Linked DNA regions of Rattus norvegicus: region 2 is linked to region 1. The links are chromatin contacts, called in public Hi-C maps. All regions are on one chromosome and are shown on one strand. The core of a region is the stretch at or near the end of the contact, and the rest is flanking DNA. Distances in the headings are between cores, read along the strand shown.

What was found. Hi-C and Micro-C count contacts between places; a contact is called where the count stands out from the background.
Region 2: a Hi-C map of Schwann cells shows a contact between it and region 1, with 2.9 times the contacts expected there. The contact joins the enhancer-like site here to the promoter of Lzic in region 1. A contact is called at or near these places in 2 of 12 Hi-C or Micro-C datasets (Schwann cells and mammary epithelial cells).

What each region holds. Positions count from the first base shown.
Region 1 is chr5:165,210,060-165,212,739 of GRCr8, forward strand. Lzic (leucine zipper and CTNNBIP1 domain containing) reads left to right here and starts at 1,300. Exons shown (of 7, transcript NM_001013241.2): 1 at 1,300-1,576. It overlaps Nmnat1 (nicotinamide nucleotide adenylyltransferase 1), which reads right to left and starts at 1,154. Exons shown (of 5, transcript NM_001037556.2): 1 at 1,115-1,154. It also overlaps the pseudogene LOC134479087.
Region 2 is chr5:165,329,154-165,331,833 of GRCr8, forward strand. The region is part of intron 1 of Clstn1 (calsyntenin 1); the gene reads left to right. Among named protein-coding and RNA genes, the nearest start is that of Clstn1, 16 kb to the left of the region's middle. Within about 2 kb of position 1,373, at least 9 of the 93 cell types and tissues checked have an H3K27ac peak or open chromatin away from gene starts, as enhancers often do. A contact at or near this core is called in Schwann cells, where this site is marked.

The DNA of each region.
Region 1 (2,680 bases), core at 50-2,549:
TGAAGCAGACAGTACTGAGGAATGCTGCCTCCTGGCTTGAACTCACTCTGTAGACCAGTCTGGCCCTGAACTCACAGATATCATCCTGCCTCTGCCTCTATAGTGCCAATGCCCAGTACCCAGCAAACTAATACAGCCCAGGACCACCTGCCAGGAATAGTGTCGCCCAGTGGGCTGGGCCCTCCTCTAACAATTTACAGGACAGCCTTACACAGACATGGCCACAGATCTGGACAATTCTTCAATCAAGGTTTTCCTTTCAGATGACTCTAGGCTATGACAGTTAGCAGTTAAAAGTAATCTATGAACTCTTAGCCCCATCCCCACCCCCACCCCATCTTTAACCTCACAAAGGCATCTCGATAAGCTATAACCTTTCAATCCCTTGTCTCCAAAGTCTCCTGTTAACATTGTAATATCAAGCATAAGCCAACTTTCAAATTCTCAGTCTTTAAAAATTTCAACTTTTAAAAGTTCTGAGTCTCAAAGTCCAAGTCTTTTAGTCATGAGCTCCTGTAAAATACAAAATAAGTTTCAGACTTTCTAATCCCAAATGGGAAAAACCAGAGAATAGGAATGATCCCAACAAAGCAAACCCAGAATCCAACAGTGTAATTCAATATCCGATATTTGGGACTCACGATCTGGGTTCCAAAGAGCTGGCATAGCCCTATCTCCACTCAGTTCCCTGGCAACTCAGTACAGTCCACTCAGCAGCTACTTTCCTAGTTCTCAAAGGCTGTGTGCGCATGCTCTTTCCCAAATTTGGAAATGATTAAGAGGTAAAGTCTGTCTCAATGCCGGCTTTCCCACATTGCCTCTCACTTCCCTTTAAGTTCATGGGCGCCTGCTCTCCAGAAGCCTCTAGACAGGAAAACCCCATGCCACTCCAAAGGGTGAACTGACCTGCATCAAAGTCACTGGAAATTTTACCAACTTTTTGGTTCCAAGAACTAAAGGGCAAGAGTTGACTATGAAGACCTGGCCCCGGGGACCGTTACGAAGGTCTCTATAGGTCCAGCCATTGTGCATTCTCCCTTGCTTGACAAAATACGGGGCGTCGGGCTAACGGTCCCAAAGGTGCGTCTCCTAGGTCCTTGGGTTGGGTGCTTACCAGGCCGTGAAGGCCAAACGGCCCTAGTCCTCCAGGAGACAACCTCGGCCCGGACGCCAGCGCAGGGAACACCGAAGCGGCGCTCTCATTGGTCCCACGAAGCCGGAAGTGCGCGAGTCCAGCGGAAGTGCTCGCTCCATGTGGTCCGCCCGGCCAGGGCGTCAGGTAGGCGGGGCTCCTGGTTCCAAATTCTGGGATCTGTTAGCCGGCGGCCGGCGGGGACGCCATAGCAGAAGGAGGTTGTCCTGTTTCTCATCAGGGAGGACCGAGAAGCGTTTCGCAGGCGTAGGACTCCCCGCCACCTCAGGTGACCACTGGGCCTGCTGGAGCCCGGCCTTGGCGGGACCTGCAGACCGGAGCTTGGAGTTCGTCCGCGAGGAGGAGACTGGCGCCCGAGCGTGGCAGTTTATTTTTGTTCCGGTGGTCCTGGGCCGAGCGCTGCTCCCTTCCGTCCCCGAGAAGGTGTGCTTTCTGCCCTTGCCTGTTCGTGCTTCTGTGACAGTTTTCCTCAAGCCGTGCCCTGAGTGCAGTGTGCTTTGGCCTCACCCAGAGGAAACCTCAGCAAAAGCTACAGGAGGCACAGTCCAGGGATTCTGTGGCCTCTCCTGCACCTTCCTAGGAATGGAGAATGTATTTTAATTACAGTCTGCTTAAAGGGAAGTTTTCTGGACTCAGTAGGCCAAGTTCAGACATAGCAAATAAAACGGTAACAGTTTACCTTGTTCTAGCCAACTCCACCCCTAGGAGGTTTGAAGTTTGAGCCTCCTGTAAACTCTATAACAGCTTCGCTTTCCTCAAATTGATGACACCCAGAGCTCCAACAGTTGGCGATTTGTACAATTTGAGACCCATCAGCTCCGTACACAGTACAGAATACTAGAAGCCCGGTGAGCGTGAATAAATATTTACCACTCCAGATGACAACTGGCCCTTTTCAGCAGTCTCAAAGGAAATGCATCACTTCTGTTCAGTACTAGGTGGTGCCAGTGAGTTAAATCTTTCTGGCCTAAATCTGTAGTGTGTGGTTAAAGGGTTTGTCTTGGTTTTGTTAACAAGTCTCCATATTTCCTTAATTTATTCAGAATAACTTTGCTTTTTGAGACTTTGCGGCTTGGGAGTGTGTCCTGGTAATAGTGCTTATGTAGTACTCTGGTCCTTCCCTTTCCCCCCAAGAAGAGATAGGTAGATTTTCTGTTAAACAGTAATAACTCCCTGTGCAGGGGATTTATCTTAATGGTAGAGTGCTTGCTTAGGAATGAGGTTCTGGATTCAATCCCCTGTTCTGGGGAAAAAAAAAAAAAGTCTGGGCATGTTGGCACATACCTGTAATGCTAGAAATCCTAGATGTAATATATTATTTTCATTTTATATTTTTTTGAAAGTTACTTTTTTAAAAATTTTTTATTTATTTTATGTATATGAGTCACTGTAAGCTGTCTTCAGACACACCAGAAGAGGTTTTGGATTGCATTACAGATGGTTGTGAGCCACCATGTGGTCGCTGGGAATTGAACTCAGGACCTCTGGAAGAGCAGTCAGTGCTCTTAACCACTGAGCCATCTCTCC
Region 2 (2,680 bases), core at 123-2,622, 120 kb after region 1:
AGCTACATTACTTTGCTTAGTTTGGTTTGGTTTGGTTGGGACTGGTGTGGGCTGTGTGTCTGCTTCACCACTGGGGTGCCCGAGTGCCTATGGCAAGCCGCTCAGGGGAGGCAGAACACAGTGTGTGTGATAGGGGTCCCAAGCGAGAAACAGCGGGGTCTGGGACAGATGCTGAGATCTGAGCCTCCTGTGAACCCAGATGCTGCTGGTTACCTCGGGGGTTGGGAGCGGGGTCTGTGGGTCCACACCTTCCCTGCACGTCAGGCAGGAAGGGGATGGCTGAGCCTGAGAAGGGATGGAATATGGTTTGGTGCCCAAAGTATGGAGGGTCTGGAAGAGAGAAAGCCTCCATGAGAATTAAGCATGGCCTCACCCAGCCATGGTCCTTGATAAAGGAGCCGCTTCTTGCTTGTTCAAACCGCTTTATTCGTGTTGGATGAGGATGCCTACGTCTGACTCATGGTGAACCAGGGATTAAATACCCTTTGCAGGAAGGAATGCCTTGGAAGGGAAGCTCGCTGGCCGTTAACATGGAGAACTGCATGTTTTTATGCTACAGGACCGAAGGTCTTCTCAGTGGGGCGTCTTGGTTATGTGTTCCGGAGCAGGTAGTTTGCCAGGGAGCTGGCCTCACGCCTACTGTCCTCAATTCTGAGATTTCCTGGGGTTTAGGCTTTGCTCAGCCTTACCAGTTCTTCTGTCTGGTGGCGCTGTCCACTTGCTCCACAGAGGATGACCTTGAACTCACGATCTTCCTACCTTCATCTCTCAAGTACTAGATTGCAGAAGTGTACTGCTTCTGCTTCCACATTTCTTGTCTTTTAAAGTTCTGCTAATTTTTTTTTCCTTTTCTTTTTTTCGGAGCTGGGGACCGAACCCAGGGCCTTGCGCTTGCTAGGCAAACACTCTACCACTGAGCTAAATCCCCAACCCCCTGTTAATTTTTATTTTCTACGCGTGGGTGTTTTCCGTGTGTGCGCATGTGTGCTCGTGTGCAGCAACACATGTAGTGCCCGTGGGGGCCCGAAGAGTGTTGGAGGCTCCTCTAGAACAGGTTGTCAGCACCCCGTGTGTCCTGGAAACCAAACCTGGTTCCCCGCACGAGCAACCAGTGCTCTTCTTCACGGAGCCACCTCTCCAGCGCACTTCTGGGTTCTCTCGGTGGGTGGTGGTTCTGGGGTCCGAACCTCAGAACCTCACTCATGCTCTGGAAACACTTCCATGTCTGGCCTCTGTTCTTGGACTTCAGTTGTTAGCAGTAGCAACAAATTATCACCTTCGTTTACCCTCCCAAGATGGCCCCTTGCAAGCCTGCAGGGCGCCTGCTTTTTCTAAAGCTGTGATGAATGGAGCCTGTGTTTGCTGCCTGCTTTATTTTCCTGAGGAATCTGTTGGGATTTCTCAGCATCAGGCTTTACTTGGGGGACAGTTCCACCCTCGGGACCTGCCCCGTGCCTGTGGGAAAGGCTGTGAACTGCTAACCCCAGGGCGTGGGTTTTGGTGTTACCCTTGATAAGACCAGTGACTTAAGCTTAGATAACATTCTATACGTCTGGGTCCCTGAGCGTACTCCGTCCCAGTCCTCTCTGTCCTCTGTGTGTGTGTGTGTGTGTGTGTGTGTGTGTGTGTGTGAGAGAGAGAGAGAGAGAGAGAGAGAGAGAGAGAAAGAGAGAGAGAGAGAGAGAGCGTTCCTTTACTTGTAAAGCTGCCAGCTTGCCTGCCCACTTAAACAGGCTCTGGAGTCTGGAATTGTATTGCATTAGGATGTTGGGCACTTAAAACCCTTAAGCTTTAAAAGGAAAAAAAAATCTACCAATTTGTCTTAAAAACAACAACAATTAAAAAACAAACAAACAAACAAAACCCTCAGCTACTGAATTGCGATGCTGGAATTCCAGAAGTAAAAGGAACTTCAGAAATCATGTTACTTACACATTTTACCAAAGTGGAAGTGACCACGGCTGATACCTCTGTCAGTGGTTTTTGTAGCTCAGGACTAGCAGATTAGGTTGAATAGTAGAAATGACTTAGAGGTTAAGAATACTGGGGTTAGGGATTTAGCTCAGTGGTAGAGCGCTTGCCTAGCAAGCACAAGGCCCTGGGTTCGGTCCCCAGCTCCGAAAAAAAGAAAAGAAAAGAAAAGAAAAGAAAAAAAAAAAAAGAATACTAACTGACCTTGCTCTAGACCTGGGTTCAGTTTCCAGCACCTACATGGTGTCTCACCTACATGGTGGCTGTAACTCCAGTGTCAGGATATCTGGTTCCCTATGGTCTCCACTGACTCCTGCATGCATGCATACGGTGCATGTAAATTCATGCATGCAAAATAAAATAAAATGTCCTTTAAAGTAAATCGATAGTTCCAGTGAAGTGTAGCTCATTGTTGGAGCGTGTGCCGTGCATATGTAAGGCCCCGGGTTTGATCCCCAGCACGACCCCCGAATATTTCGTATAATTGGTACATTGTATTTATTAACTTCTATGGCATTTACGTGTGTAAACATCTCAGAAACGTGTGCTCGCCCCGTTGGCAAGTGCCTAGGAAGGGTCTGCTGTGGCTTTACTAAGTACTGCTCTCTCTGTGGTGTCTTCAGTGTGAGCCCCAGCCCGCTCGCCCGTCTCCAGGGGAGCCCTCCTCATCAGGGAGCTAAGCTTTACCTTGGAGGGCATCTGGAAGGCT